Regions from separate parts of the Mus musculus genome. Here regions 2 and 3 are each linked to region 1. The links are chromatin contacts, called in public HiCAR-type and promoter capture Hi-C maps. All regions are on one chromosome and are shown on one strand. The core of a region is the stretch at or near the end of the contact, and the rest is flanking DNA. Distances in the headings are between cores, read along the strand shown.

Evidence for each region. Promoter capture Hi-C pulls out the DNA fragments that hold promoters and counts their contacts. HiCAR-type assays count read pairs that join an accessible place to other places.
Region 2: a contact with region 1 is called in a promoter capture Hi-C map of liver, with 4 times the contacts expected there. The contact joins the enhancer-like site here to the promoter of Slc25a3 in region 1. A contact is called at or near these places in 5 of 39 promoter capture datasets (cranial neural crest, hippocampal neurons, liver and 1 more), 1 of 115 datasets of contacts at active chromatin or transcription factors (thymic regulatory T cells) and 1 of 9 other capture datasets (liver).
Region 3: a contact with region 1 is called in a HiCAR-type map of astrocytes, with 8 times the contacts expected there. The contact joins the promoter of Cdk17 here to the promoter of Slc25a3 in region 1. A contact is called at or near these places in 6 of 39 promoter capture datasets (the 3T3-L1 cell line, hippocampal neurons, liver and 3 more), 1 of 484 Hi-C or Micro-C datasets (cardiomyocytes), 7 of 115 datasets of contacts at active chromatin or transcription factors (the NIH/3T3 cell line, astrocytes, embryonic stem cells and 3 more) and 2 of 9 other capture datasets (adipose tissue and embryonic stem cells).

Annotation. Positions count from the first base shown.
Region 1 is chr10:91,122,067-91,127,079 of GRCm38.p6, reverse strand. It overlaps Slc25a3 (solute carrier family 25 (mitochondrial carrier, phosphate carrier), member 3), which reads left to right and starts at 3,113. Exons shown (of 8, transcript NM_133668.4): 1 at 3,113-3,164; 2 at 3,374-3,522. The coding sequence starts at 3,378.
Region 2 is chr10:93,523,056-93,528,068 of GRCm38.p6, reverse strand. Amdhd1 (amidohydrolase domain containing 1) reads left to right here. Exons shown (of 9, transcript NM_027908.1): 6 at 348-472; 7 at 783-876; 8 at 2,063-2,223; 9 at 3,567-4,731. The coding sequence ends at 3,654. Among named protein-coding and RNA genes, the nearest start is that of Amdhd1, 14 kb to the left of the region's middle. Within about 2 kb of position 2,503, at least 5 of the 459 cell types and tissues checked have an H3K27ac peak or open chromatin away from gene starts, as enhancers often do. A contact at or near this core is called in liver, where this site is marked.
Region 3 is chr10:93,157,968-93,162,980 of GRCm38.p6, reverse strand. It overlaps Cdk17 (cyclin-dependent kinase 17), which reads right to left and starts at 2,105. Exons shown (of 17, transcript NM_146239.2): 1 at 1,781-2,105. It overlaps Mir1931 (microRNA 1931), which reads right to left and starts at 196; the gene lies at 78-196.

The DNA of each region.
Region 1 (5,013 bases), core at 1,864-4,363:
AGATTAGAAAGTAGTTACTATACAATAGGGATCACGTAATAAATCTTCAAAACTTGCTTGTCTACAGGAGATCAAATTATGTGGATGAGGCAGGCAAGTGAGGGCTTAAGACAAAGAGGTGTTTGGGTACTTAGTTATCTGTCATTGCTTTGCTTCCTATATTCTCTTTTGATGAACACGTCCTGAGACTTTTGCCACTCTGGAAGGAAAGAGTGTCACAGGGCTGGAGAGGACTGGACAAGGTTGCTAGGAGACGGCAGGGACTCTGTGACCTTTCTTTGGCCAGTGGAAATTGTTTGTCTGTTAACTCCATCTCGCTGGAAAGCCAGCTCTCAACATACACTACGTCCCACCTGTGTGTCAGGACTTCAGTGAGGTTGCTGTCACATCTGTGGAGAGCCGGACACCACACATCTGTTTAATGGTAGAACTTGTTTGGCCAGCAATCCACCACTCATGAAGAAATAAGTTCTTTCAATGTCCCTTTGAGACCTTTTTAATAAGTAAATGAAAATTTCATCTGTGTTTTCTTTCTTTCTTTCTTTTTTTTTGTTTGTTTGTTTTGGTTTGGTTTGTTTTGGTTTTTTGAGACAGGGTTTCTCTGTATAGCCCTGGCTGTCCCGGAACTCACTTTGTAGACCAGGCTGGCCTCAAACTCAGAAATCTGCCTGCTTCTGCCTCTCAAGTGCTGGGATTAAAGGCATGCGCTACCACTGCCCGGCTCATCTGTGTTTTCTATGTGTATCTTCCTCAGACTTGAAATTTTTATATGTGTGGTTGGGCCTTACTTATAAGGTCCAACTTTTCCTTAATATATACCCACCTATAATTTTAGGTGTTAGCATGTTATATGGAGAAGTTTAGGAGGTTGTTAAAATGACTCAGCAAGTGAAGGTATTTGCCACCAAGCAGTACATGCCGAAGTTTTATCCCCAGGATCCATATGGTAGAGGGAGAAATTCAACTGGAAGCTGTTTCTTTTTTTTTTTTTTTTTAAAGATTTATTTATTATATGTAAGTACATTGTAGCTGTCTTCAGACACTCCAGAAGAGGGAGTCAGATCTCGTTAAGGATGGTTGTGAGCCACCATGTGGTTGCTGGGATTTGAACTCTGGACCTTTGGAAGAGCAGTCAGGTGCTCTTACCCACTGAGCCATCTCACCAGCCCTGGAAGCTGTTTCTTAACCTCTATATGTACACGTGTGTGTGTGTGTGTGTGTGTGTGTGTGTACGTGTGTGTACGCACAAACACAATAATAATAAATAATACTTTGAGAAATGAGAGTTTTAATATTTTGCCTAGATAGTATTTTAAAAACGTATTTTAGAAATTTATTTTGTGTGTGTGTGGTAGGTGTATGTGAACCATGGCAGACACATAGAGATCAGACAATGACTTTTGGGATTCTATGGGCCTGGGGAATGCAGTTTGGCTTCGTAGACTTGGTACAGGCACCTTTCTCTGAGTTATCTCAATGCTCACATCCTTTTCCTATTTTGGTGCTGGGAATTGAACTCACTGCCCCTTGTATCACCAGGCTATGTCTCTAGCCCTGAGATGGTTTGAATGAGAAATGCCCCTGTAGTTAGTCCCTGGTACTAGGTCCCTTGGTAGAGCCCTTTGGGGGAGGTTTGTGGCATTGCTGGAAGCATTATGTACCTGGGGGCCTACTGGCATGTCTGCTGTTTGCTGTCATGCCTCCCCACCATGATGGACTCTTATCCCTCTGGAGGTGTAAGCCAAAATGATGTTTTATCATAGCAGCAGAAATATGGCTAATTTAAACCTCTTCAGTTTTTTATGAAAAATGTTTTATAAATTTCATCTTTAAAGGTTTTTTAAAAAATGGTGGTGGTGGTGGTGGTGGTGGTGGTGGTGGTCTGTGTGTGTGTGTGTGTGTGTGCATGAGTGCAGGTGCCTATAGAGGCCAGAAGATGGTGTCAGATCCCCTGGAGCTAGAATCAAGGTGGGTACTAGGAATCAAGTACCAGACCTCTGAAAGATGTTTTGTAAACATTTTTTTTTTTTTTACATCTTCTTGATGTTTCATAAACTCTAAAAGTATTTCTTCTATCCAGGACCAATTACATAATTTGAAGGACCTAGGGCAAAATGAATGAAAATGTCTTTTGTTTGTAAATGTTAAGAATTTTTAAAGGACACAGCAGAGCACTGACTGCAGAGGTAGACTTAGTATAACTACAATAGTCAATACAGGAGCCAGCTCTAGTGGTGTCTTGGGTTAGATAAAAAGGCTTAATAAAGATGAGATAAACGTCCCAGGAAAATGTTAAACGCAAGAATTACAACAGGTTTGATTGCTTCTAAACTCTCCCTCGTGGAACTTGGCCCCCGCTTGTTGACATCAGAGTGATGATGATCTTGTAAATGTCTGAAGTACACACAGTCCTGTCTTACACGCACACAGTTCATCGGTTACTTTCATGTCAGCGCATGCCTGTGCCTCCAGGAACGAAGCCTTGACTGACTGTTCTCAGGGGCCATGGACATTCTGTGAGGCAGAAGCAGTTTTATGTATTGTATGAGTTCTTCCTGTATATCCTTTCCACCAGAACTTGGTGGAAAATTTAGACATGCCTATGTCAAAAGTCAGTGTGATGGAATTTTTTTCTGAAAAGTCCGATGATGGCAGGAATTCCGATCAAAGATCTTGTAGTGATATCCTAGCTTCCATACCTGAATAACGTATCACTTAAGCATTCATGTCTTTAAAAGTTTATGCCCGCAATCACTTAAAGACATGTAAAAATTCCTGGCGCCAAGGAGAAAACACCGGAAGGTGAAGGGACAGAGTGAGTAGGTCACCTGCCCGTCCAAGGCCAAGACTACACTTTAAAAAAAAAAGGGGAGTGGGGGAGGAGGGCGCTTTGGATCTGCGCCTGCGCAGTAGGAATCCTCCTGCGCACTAGCAGGGCCGGAAGGGCTGGGGTTGGACGTGGGCGGGGATAGGGTTGCTAGGAGGACGCGATGACGTCCAGGTTCTGCGCTCCTCTCCGCAAATGAGAGGCGCGTGGCGCAGTGACGCTCTGCGTGCGTCACGGTGACGCCGCGCGAAGGGCACGGATCTTCGGGCCGGGAGGACATTCGGCCTCTGTGAGCCGCAACCTTGCCCAGCGAGCGGTTGGGTGTTCGCCATCTTAGGCAAGTGAGCGCGACCGGGCCTCGCCGCGGCGCGGAGCCTTGAGTCCCTTGTGGCCGCCGCCTTGGCCGTGGGCCCGGCCGGGCTTGGCGTCCCTGGGGAAGAAGCTGTGACCTCCTCAAGGGCGCAGAGCCGGGCATGTCTCGCGGGGCTCCGGTGACATTGCCCGGCGCCGGGTCTCTCTCACCTCCGCCCTCTGTCTCCCCCGCAGGAGGATGTTCTCGTCCGTAGCGCACCTGGCGCGGGCGAACCCCTTCAACGCGCCACACCTGCAGCTGGTGCACGATGGCCTGTCGGGTCCCCGCAGTCCCCCAGCTCCGCCCCGGCGTTCCCGCCACCTGGCCGCCGCCGCCGTGGAAGGTGAGGTCGCACCCTGCCCTGTGGGAGCGCTGGTTACATGCTGCCCCCCTGCTCTGCCTCCCGAGTCCTGGGCAGGAACTGGAGGTCGGGGAAGGACGCTTCAGCCCTGGACCCGAGGACCGGTCTCTCGCTGACCCTGGGATGGCAACTCTGACACCCTAGGCCGCTGTCGGATCCTTGGCCCTCCCTCAAGGGCGTGGAAGGGCCCAGGCCCAGCGCCACTCAGTGACCTCCGTGTCCCGAAGGGAGTAGAGGCAGAGAGGTGGTAACCAACTTCTTTATCTTCCCCCGTGAGCCCGCTTGGTCAGCCAAGTATACTGGGTAAAATCTCTTTTTAACCACTAGCCAGACACAGTTGCAACTCCATAACGTTTATTTGACTTGCCTTTTTAAAAATTACCTGGAAAACTCTCCTTTGATCTCCTTTCCCAAGTTTTATCTTTTCATTTAATTGTATATGAGGTAATGGGGTTGGGAATCTCTTCCTTTTGTGCTACTGGTTGGTGAAGGAGGTGACTTGCAGATTATATGAGGTGTGCATTCCTTTGAGTTTATGTTTTTGGGATTTGAGCTGGGTGACTCAATAACTGTATGTTTTAAATCCTAGTGGAACATAAGTACAAGAGAAACCCGAAAGCTGAATTATAGGCCTCAAGAGAAACGTTACCTACATTGTGTGTGTAAAACAGAAGTCCCCACCCACACCCCAGTCATTCATGTGCTTCATGCGTCTTAAACGTGATTAGAAAACTCCTTTTCACTATCTCCTATCGTTTTCCTCTGATTTCAAAAGCTAAAGCAAATCTTTGTATGTTTTTGACTGCAGGAACTAGGTATGACTTACTTAGTTCATAAGTGAGTAGTTGGTTAATAGCTGGAGCAAACGTTAAAGTTAGCAAGCTTTGCACATGTTAAGTGCTCTTTTTGATTTTGGGCTGTCCTTGGAGGGTGCTCTTAGTAACTGCCTTTAGTTGAAATTACCAATGCAGGAAGTTTTAGAAAATAGTATCTCACAGATACTAATAATTTTAGTGATCTGATTTGACAGTGACTTTCATGTCATTTACATTATATGAGAACTCATCTTTCTACCTAGTTGTGGCTGGTGGCTAAAGCTGCATACTAGTGATAGTACTATACCAAAAGGAAATAGTTTTTTTTTTTCCTTCCCCTCGACTTCCTTAGTCTCTGAAGAAATAATTGATCTTTTTTCTTCAATCAAACAGAGCAGTATAGCTGTGAATATGGATCTGGCAGATTCTTTCTCCTCTGTGGCCTCGGAGGAATTATTAGCTGTGGCACAACACATACAGCATTGGTTCCTCTAGATCTCATTAAATGCAGAATGCAGGTTTGTGTTGCATGCTGGACTAAAACGTTCTGTTGAAACGTGAGTTGTAAGATATAGACTGCTACTAACAAGCTGTGTGGAAACCTAATTGCCCAGGAGGTAAGTTGATGCACACTAATACGAGTCCATATTAAAATGCA
Region 2 (5,013 bases), core at 1,254-3,753, 2.4 Mb before region 1:
AGATTCATTTATTGTGTGTTTCTGTGTTTGTTTTGAAACAAGTTCTCTATATATTACTCTGGGTGGCCTGGAACTCACTATGTAGCCAGCCTAGGCTGCCAATTGTCCTGCCTCAGTCTTCCAAGTGCCTGGATTACAAATGTGATCCACCACACCTCACTTTAATACTACTTTTTATCTCCAGCATGCTAATTTTCAAATGGCTTGTCTGTGACAAACCCTTTGTTTTTGAGAGCTTGTGCTCATCAGAAATAGTTGACAAGGATTCTTAACAGGGCAGAGGAAGCAGTGTCATAGCATTTTATTGAATTGTTGTTGTATGTTAAACCTCTGCCCATCTTGCCTAGCTTGGGGCCGAACTGGGAGCACAGGCTATCAGCCACCTGGAGGAAGTCAGCGACGAAGGCATTGCTGCCATGGCTGCGGCTCGGTGTTCTGCTGTCCTCCTGCCCACCACAGCCTACATGCTGAGGTAAGGAACCTCTCTTACCCTGACACAGTGCCTTCGAGTACAGGTTGTGAGGATGCAGACTTCGGAGATGCGTTGTTCCAAAAAGCTCCGGAGAAACTCAGATGCCAAGGGATGCGGCAACAGTGGCACAAAGCCATCATCCTAAAGGCGCAACCAGCAAACCCATGAAATGTCAGGTGATGCCAATGCTCACCTCCACTCCACCTGGAGCTTTCTCTTCTCTTTTAGAACATGAACGCTCCCGCCATCCCTGCATCAATTCTGAAAAAGTCCCACCTGGAGAATGACACCTTTCTTCCCCTCCCCTTAGGCTGAAGCAGCCTCGAGCCAGGAAGATGTTAGACGAGGGTGTCATAGTTGCTCTGGGCAGCGATTTCAACCCCAACGCGTACTGCTTTTCCATGGTAATTACCTTTTGGATATTTCTCTGAACAGAGTGGAAACTATGGAGCATATAAATGTTTAACTTTTTCATCAGTTGTGAATCTTTTTTGTTTGTTTGTTTGTTTGTTTTGAGACAGGGTTTCTTTGTGTAGCCCTGGCTATCCTGGAACTCACTCTGTAGACCAGGCTGGCCTCGGATTCAGAAATCTGCCTGCCTCTGCCTCCCGAGTGCTGGGATTAAAGACATGTGCCACCACCGCCCGGTGTGAAAATGTATTTTAAAATATAAAAATATTTCCTTGAGAAGAAAGAGGGAAAGGGTTTAGTTGGTGGTATAATTGAATTTTTCTGCACACACAAATTCATCCAGTTATGAAGAGATAAATCTCTATTTTTTGAGACTTAAGGGTTTGTGATAAACCATTTTCCTTCTCTGGGGCATAGCAGAAACTCAGTGAGACTTTAGTGAGTAAGGATGGAGATAAGCTTCTCACATAGCATAGGGTCTTAAAAAACTGTATAATATTATTTAAGTAAATATTAAACACACAGTATTATTAAATAATAAAGGAATTTCCCCCAAAGTTTAAGAATCTTATGTGTAAATTGCATTTTCCAATAACAACTTGGCAATACACATATATATTTATTACAGATATGTGTGTAGTATATAATGTAATAAAATATATGTAATATATTACATATGTATAAGTAATATATTATAAATATCTATAAATACACATGCACACAATATAATATGTAATATAATATATAATATATTGCATATAATAAACATTTTATGGTATGTTTATAATATATTGTATATATTATATATTTTTTAAAAGATTTATTTATTTATTATATGTAAGTACACAGTAGCTATCTTCAGACACCCCAGAAGAGGGCATCAGATCTCATTACGGATGGTTGTGAGCCACCATGTGGTTGCTGGGATTTGAACTTAAGACCTTCGGAAGAGCAGTCAGTGCTCTTAACTGAAAAGCCATCTCTCTAGCCCATACATCGTTTTTGGGGGGTGGGGAGTAGAGTAAAATCTGGGGCCTTTTACATCTGAGCCCAGATTATCCCTGAGCCATTCCTTCCAGACACGCATTCAATTGTCCTGCTTGTGCTGTGTGGAGAGGCTTCCTAGATAGCAGTTGCTGCTACTCTGCTGCTCTCCAGTGCTGTCTCTCCTTGCCTTAGCCGATGGTCATGCACCTGGCCTGTGTGAACATGAGAATGTCCATGCCGGAGGCCTTGGCCGCTGCCACCATCAACGCGGCTTATGCGCTGGGAAAATCTCACACCCACGGATCTTTGGAAGTTGGCAAGCAGGGGGACGCCATCATCATCAATGCATCCAGGTGCGTGTCCTCCCCAGCGACTGGTAACCATAGCAACGATTAGCTGTCTTATTCGATGCCCATGTAGACAAGTTGTAGATGTCTTCCTACTTGTACTTAGTAAGTATCAGGCTCTGTGTAGACTCCACACCACTGGACCCCCTCTATCTTTACCCCTTTCCAACCAGAAGGTCTCCCTTGATATCCTCATCTTTGTAGTAAAGCCAGTCTCCAAATCCCTTTCTCTGCCTTGCCTTTTTCCTGGGCCTCCAATTCCTGCTGTTTTCCTGGACTTGGGACTTGTCCCTGAGCCTGTGTGTTTGCTTTCATGCTTGCCTCCTGACCTCTTGCTTGTTTACAGCCCTGTTTATCACCTGGCTCTGATTTATTCGTTCTCTGACTCATGGAATCAAAGGACTCTCAAAGCCTCTATTCAGCTCTCCTATTCCTGAGTTCTTAATACTCACTTGTGGTCTGCTATAACTTGGGCCTCCAGTGCCACAAGCTTGGGCCTAGTGTCTAAATCTAAATGTTGGAGATGTTCTATCCCTTTGACCCTCATAAGCCCATAATAGCCACTGGACCCCACGTTCAACAGCGGAGACCAGCTCCTTCATTTCAGTCCTTCTCGAAGCATCTCCTCCATCCATCAAAGATAATGTGCATGTACTACTCATGAATGGGGTTTTAAAGGTTCAGGGACTGGAGAACTGGCTCAGCTCATAGAACACTTGCTGCACAAACAAGGGGACCCGAAGTTGAGCATCAGTGCCCACGTAAAAAGCCAGGCTTAGCAGGATGGGCCCGTGCTCTGAGCACTGGGGAAACAGAGACAGGGGAATGCCTAGGGTTTGCTGACCAGCCAGTCTAGTGAAATAGAGGGACTCCAGGTTCAGTTACAGAGCTGCCTCAAAAAAATAAGGTGGATAGTAATCAGGAAGACACCAATGTGGAGGACTGACTTCCGTGTGCACTTACACAAGTGAGCAGGCATACACCACTCATATGTATGTATACACACACACACACACACACACACACACACACACACACACACACACACACACACGCACACTGAATTCACTTTAAGTTAGGTTTTTTGTTTGTTTGTTTGTTTGGGTTTTTTGTTTTGTTTTGTTTTGTTTTTGTTTTTTGAGACAGAGTTTCTCTGTGTAGCCCTGGCTGTCCTGGAACTCACTCTGTAGACCAGGCTGGCCTCGAACTCAGAAATCCGCCTGCCTCTGCCTCCCGAGTGCTGGGATTACAGGCGTGCGTCACCACCTTTAAATTCGTATTAACTGACACGGTGATGCTTTTGATTTATGTGCACTGAAGCAACGATTTCCTACTTTCTTTCTTTCTAGATGGGAACATTTGATTTACCAGTTTGGAGGCCATCATGAATTAATTGATTATGTTATAACTAAAGGAAAAGTCATCTACAAGAAGTGATATCTTTGAACCAATAAGATGCCTCAGTGCGATAAGTCTCTTGTCACCAAACCCTGAGTTCGATCCTGGAGCTCATGAGGGTGGGAGGAGAGAATGTCTAAGAGTTACCCTCTGACCTCCACGTACTCACCTGCTATGTACCAGACCCCTCCTCACCTCCACATAAATCAATGTAATAAGATAAAAAATATTTTTTAAAAAATGACAGCTCTTCAAGGAAAGATTTGATGCTTTGTATCAAATAACGCCATGTAAGTTAAAGCCCTTCCGTGGCTTACAGAACGGTGTCACTTAAGCCTAACCAGATGTCAGGGTTTTACTATTCACCGGAAACCCCAAGGGATGGACCTGTTTGAAGTGAACATGTATGGCTATCTGGAAGTGTAAATAGGTAAACCTGGGATGAAATGTAGAGTTGTTTTTCAAAGACTGGCTGCAGACATTCTGAGATGAATATGCTATGAATGTGAATTGAATATATGAGATGAATTTCAGATAGCTCAGAAATTCCCTTGTGGGAGAAACAACCTTGGCTTGAGAGATCTGTTTTGTTTCTGCAAATGTTATGCCCCAGTGAGACCAAGGGTACCATTTCCTAAGAAGCAGGCAGAGTCTTTGCTCCCCACGGTTTGTCTGGGGACAAACGTGGGGGGCAGAGATGGCCTCCCATTTTTAACATCGTATCAGCCCTTGTAATAAAGCTTTACCACAGAGTTCAAGACCTGATATCTTGCACAGATATGGAAACTCTCCTCCACAGACACGCTTTAGTCAATGACAATGAGGTTGTGTTAAAACAGAAATCTTTACGTTAATTTTTTTTTCGTATCACAAAGTCATGGGTTTTATAGTTCTCCATAAATATTTGCTGTTATTACCATTGTTGCCTGACAACCCCGGACATGGATCAGTTGTTTTGTCTAGGGAGTTTTTGGAAATGTTCAAAGAACGGATCACAAAATTATCTGCAGAGTGAATGACTATTTAGGCAAACTTGTATTTCTAAAGCCACACCCCCTTGAAAACTTGTAAACTATTTCAGTGAAATTTGCAATGCTAATACAAATTAGTGACGCCACAAATCAATGTTAGTTGCCAAACAATCATCAAATCCAGGCTGGCAGGGCCGGATTACGAGGCGCGTTGGGTTCGGTGTAAATCAAGTCAAGATCCTGCATGAATTGGGTGTTGCTGCTGCAATACTGGAGGTCACGCTGCTTGCGGAGTGAAGAAGTTTACTTAACTCCCAGTTGTGTCTGGTTAAGTTCCAAACAGCATGGTACGACCTCTGGGGAGCCCCTGTCCAACCCTTTGTGCTGTGTCAACTCAAGGCAGACTGCAATAGAGGGAATGGTGGGT
Region 3 (5,013 bases), core at 856-3,355, 2.0 Mb before region 1:
ATGGTTGTGAGCCACCATGTGGTTGCTGGGATTTGAACTCTGGACCTTTGGAAGAGCAGTCGGGCGCTCCTACCCACTGAGCCATCGCACCAGCCCTTGCATTGGAATTTTAAAGCAGCTTCAATTCAAAGGCTCTGCAACAGATCTTTGACGAGCAGCATTCAAAGAGTTAATGCTTCTGGCCTAGGAGATGGCTCGCCAGATAAAAGAACAGCGCTCTTCACATTCCTGTGTTCACTCACAACATTAGAAATAAAAATTAAAATGAAAGACGTCCTTAGTCATATTGTTTTCTTTTGTTTAAACCCGCTGTTTATGGAATTATGCAGATGTTAAAAGAACAAAAAAAAAAAACTGAAATGACTTCATTAACCAGGTGACACCACATTTAATACATAAGCCAATTCCTGGTGTTCACAAGAGAACAAAATAAAACCAATTAACATTCCCACTAGCAATTTTTTTTTCCTCCTTAAATTTAGTTTACACATGTTTCTTGATTCAAAGGTTTAGGTCAATTCAACTGATCAGAGGTCGTCTTCTGTTCCGTGGTTAACAACGTCAATTTCCAAGTCACTCAAATCCATTACTTTGATAGTCTTGCACAAATGCAGTTAAAAAGAAACCCAACAAAGGATTAGGAAAAAACAAACAGCAAAGTTGGGAGGCAAGAGCTGTCTCCCTTAGTCAAGCATTGCCTGTGACGTGACAGAAGCTCTGCTACCAGAAATACACTTTGCTGGCCCAAGGAATGGCCAAGACGCAAAACAAAATTTGTGACTTGTGTCTAGAGAATCAATTTGGCTCAGGAGGCGATAAAACAGGGCCACTGATGCGTCGTCTTCGATGGCCACATTAACATAAGGGAAAGGCGCCACGGATTTCAGCTAAAGGCTTTTGCCATTTTTGAAGAAGAAAAGCTAATTGTTAATGGCCATGTGACACAGAAGATCCCAGAAAGGAAAGGGTGGGAGGAAAAAAAAAAAAAAGAGAAGAGTTCAAGGCAGTTCAGGGTCAGACCAAGTCAGGCATCCTGTCATTAGCAAACGTTCCCCTAGCTGAAGGCAAAATACCGCTTACCCCAGAAGGAGTGGGTGAAAAGTAGGGGAGAGAATGAGTGGGGAACCACAGGGGACGGCGAGGTGGCAGCGTGGGGGTGATGTGGGGAAGAAAACTGGGGCCACCCAGCTGAGATGGGGAGCAGAAGCAACCGGACAAAAACACCGAGAAAAGCAACTGCGGCTAAGACAACGGTGGAACACACACACACACAACCCCCTCTTCCCGGGTTCTCTGGGTTTCCCACAGTCCCTCCGCCTCCGGTTGGAGCGACACTCAGGGGTGTGACCCGCCAGCAAGAGGGCTGCCCGGAGCTTTGTGTCGACCCGCTCCCCCACGAGAGGGCTCCTCCCCCGCGGAGCTGCCCACCCACCCGCGCGCAGCCTCCCGCGTCTCCAAGGAGCCCGCAGCGCCGCGTCCTCGCCCACTCCCGCCGCCCCGCGCCCGCGCCTCCACCCCGGCCCCGGGGACCTTTGTGTCTCGGGGGGACTTTCCGCCTCTTCCCCTCCCGGCGCCCCACGGGGCCAGCAGCCTCCCCAGGAAGCCTCGATCGGCTGCGAACTCTCAGCGGCGGCGCATGGAGCCCCTCCCCCCAGGTCCCCCAACCAGCTCCGCACTCCCGCAGCCCACGCCGCGCGTGGACATGCGACCGACAAGATCCCCACTCGAGCCGCCCGCTGACAGGCGTCACGATCCCTGCCCAGCCCCGCTGCCAACTCACCAGCAAGTGCGGGGACCGCGGGCTCCGGACCGGCGGGCGCGCAGAGCGAGCGAGCGGATGCAGGTCCGGTGGTGGCGGACGCGCCGAGGCGCCTCAGGCTCAGGCCTCCCCCCACCCCCCAACCTCGCGCCTTCCGCTCCGCGAGGGCCGCCGGCCGCCTCACGCGTGGCAGAGCCCCCCGCTCAACATGGCTCCCGGGCCGCGGAGCCTCGCGGACGGCCCAGTACTCCCGGCCACCGAGCCGGGGCGGAGCGAGGCGGCGGGGCGCGGGCTGCCGGACTGCCGGGCGCTGGGTAGACCGCAGCCGCCGCTCTCGTTCGTCTGAGTGCGCGTTGCTTTCTCTCGCTCGGAGGCTGCGGCTTGACGCCTCCGCCTGTTCCCCGGAGCGAGCGAGAGCGGGGGTTAGAAAAAAAAAAAGAAAAGAAAAAAGGAAAAAAAAAAAAAAAAGACTTTTATTGAAACGATCCAACCAGCGGCGGCGGAGAAAAGCGACCGGCTGCGGGAGCTTCCCCACCCCCGCCTGCACGGCTCGCCTGGGGCAGCGCGACCCCTGCCGGCGGTGGCGGCGACGGCGGCATGCGGGGCGGAGCCTTGCCTGGGGGTGGGGCTTATGACTGGGGCGTGGTCTGGGCGGGGCTGGGGGGTATTCCCAGGAAACTTCAAGCGTGGCTTCAAACGCGGCTGGAGAGCAAGGGAGACCCTGTCCGTGGACAGAACGCTGAACAGTGTCTGACCATCGCGATTGGTGAGGAACCGATCGCCACAAATCAGCCCCTCACTGTCCCCTCGCAACAATAAAACTCTGCTTGAAGTATTCCAGGCGCTACTGTACACAGGATGCCTGCCTCAGTACAGTGCTTCAGATGACCCACAAAGAAATACCTCGGTCGATTGCTGCAATTTTCTTCTGTTCTGTGACTGGATATGCGTGGCCAGTGCAGTAATCACCCACGCACAAAGCTTTGATTTCAACCACAGTGTTTTTAAATGTTATTACACTGTTGGCTCTAGGCTGGGGGGGGAGGGTGGAGGGGGGAACTAAAATGGTTACAATAAAACTGTGTTGTGAAAGAGTCAATGCTAAGTTATAGGACCCAGAAAGAGATACTGTTGCAGTGAGTTAGATTCTGTTGCTTGAAGGAGGCAGGCCAAAGAGGTTGGCCCAGTTTCTGTAAATCTTTTTACTTTCTTCTTCCCCAGTTAGGAACAACTGAATGTGTAGACAAACTAAAGTGATCCTGGCCCATTTCTTTCCACAAGTAGGGATAGAAGCTTAAAGTAAAAGCAGACTTAAGTGGCAGAGGAAAATACTGAGAGAACTGAAAGAAGACAGTAGGGTCCGGATGTGGACACCCTAACCAAGAAAAGGTTAACGGTATAAAAGGCCAGTAGGGTGAAGGTTGGGGTTTTTTGTTGTTGTTGTTGTTATGTTTTGTTTTTCTGTTCTTATCACCAGGAAGTGCACGATATATTTTAAATCTCATTATCTACTAAGGACTTCTGAATCGTATCTTTTCTGATTGATGCGCCTTTCCTTGAAGATACTTCCTGCCCTTCTGTCTAGAACTTTGTCGGACACAGCTGGATGTGTTTTCTACAGCTCATAAGGTTCATATATATCAACCGGAGTTCTCCTGTGTCTCCAAAATTACCAGAACTATAGGTTAACAATAATTATCCTCTACAAAGACTTCAACACTTGTTTACCCTATAAAAATGTCCATATTTATACTTCCCTTCAAGAATGAGTGTGTACTTTTGAACAGCAGTTAATGATTTTTTTAATATATGTCTAATTCAGGCAATTTTATAATATGTTAGGAGCTAGCATCATTTCAGAGTTCTTTGTAAGTTAAAGAAAAATATATGTTACACATGACCTACTTTTATACCAAACATTTTCACATGCTTGCCTTATATTCAAAAGCAATTGTGTGGGGGTGTTGTTGTTGTTGTTCTCTTAGTAAATATTCAAAATAGTAAAAAAGGGAATCTACATAATTGCACCCTGAGTTTCTGCATCTGAAATTCTTCCTTCACATCACTGGACTGGAATTAGCCCATTAGAAACCAAAGATAATTCTGCCTTGGCCAAAATTCCCAAGAAATATTTCCTCTGGTATAGCACCGTAGTCGTAATTTGATCCTTAGAATCGAGGTGGTTATTGCTTGATCTATTTGTTCTTTCACTTAAAAACAAAAAATTGCTAACTGCATCGTTTGGACCAGGTACCATGTTAGACCTTAAAGACTCAGAGGTGAAGATAGATTTGCCCTTGAACTCTGTCAGTGGAAATGAGCAATATACGCACAGATCACTTAAGGAACCAATGGGTTAATGCAGAGACAGGAGAGACAAACAAAATCAAACAGCCATGGTAATGAGATTGAGGAAGGAGGTGGCAGGATGCTTCAGGTGTCTACGATGAGGGAAACAGGAAGATGAGCAGAGGCCAGAAAATGCTGACAGACCTTTTCACTTAGTATGAAGTTGTTAGGGATTATTTATATTTGGGGTTTTTTTGTTTGTTTGATTTTGTTTTGTTTTTCTTTTTTGTTGTTGTTTTTCTTGTTTGTTTGTTTGTTTGTTGTGTGTTTTTGTTTGTTTGTTTGTTTGTTTCAAGACAGGGTTTCTCTGTGTAGCCCTGGCTGTCCTGGAACTCACTCTGTAGATCAGGCTGGCCTCGAACTCAGAAATCCGCCTGCCTCTGCCTCCTGAGTGCTGGGAGTGCAGGGATTAAAGGCGTGCACCACCACGCCCAGCTTGTTTTGTTTTCATTCTTCTTCTTCTTCTTCTTCTTCTTCTTCTTCTTCTTCTTCTTCTTCTTCTTCTTCTTCTTCTTCTTCTTCTTCTTCTCCTCCTCCTCCTCCTCCTCCTCCTCCTCCTCCTCCTCCTTCTCCTCCTCCTCCTTCTTCTTCTTCTTCCTTCTCCTCCTCCTCCTCCTCCTCCTCCTCCTCCTCCTCCTCTTCCTTCTTCTCTCTCTCTCTCTCATTTATTTGAGACCTCTCTATTCTGTAGCTCTGGCTGTCCTAGAACTCACTATGTAGACTAGGCTGACCTCAAATTCACAGAGAGCCAGCTGCCTTTGCCTCTGCCTCCCAAGTGCTGGGATTAAAGGCCTGTGCTACTATACCCAGCTTTGTAAAATAATTTAAAACCTGGAATATTTTTTTTAACTCTGAATGTTTTCCAAACTGTAGTTAAATATGTTTTGCTGGTTTTTTGTTTTTTG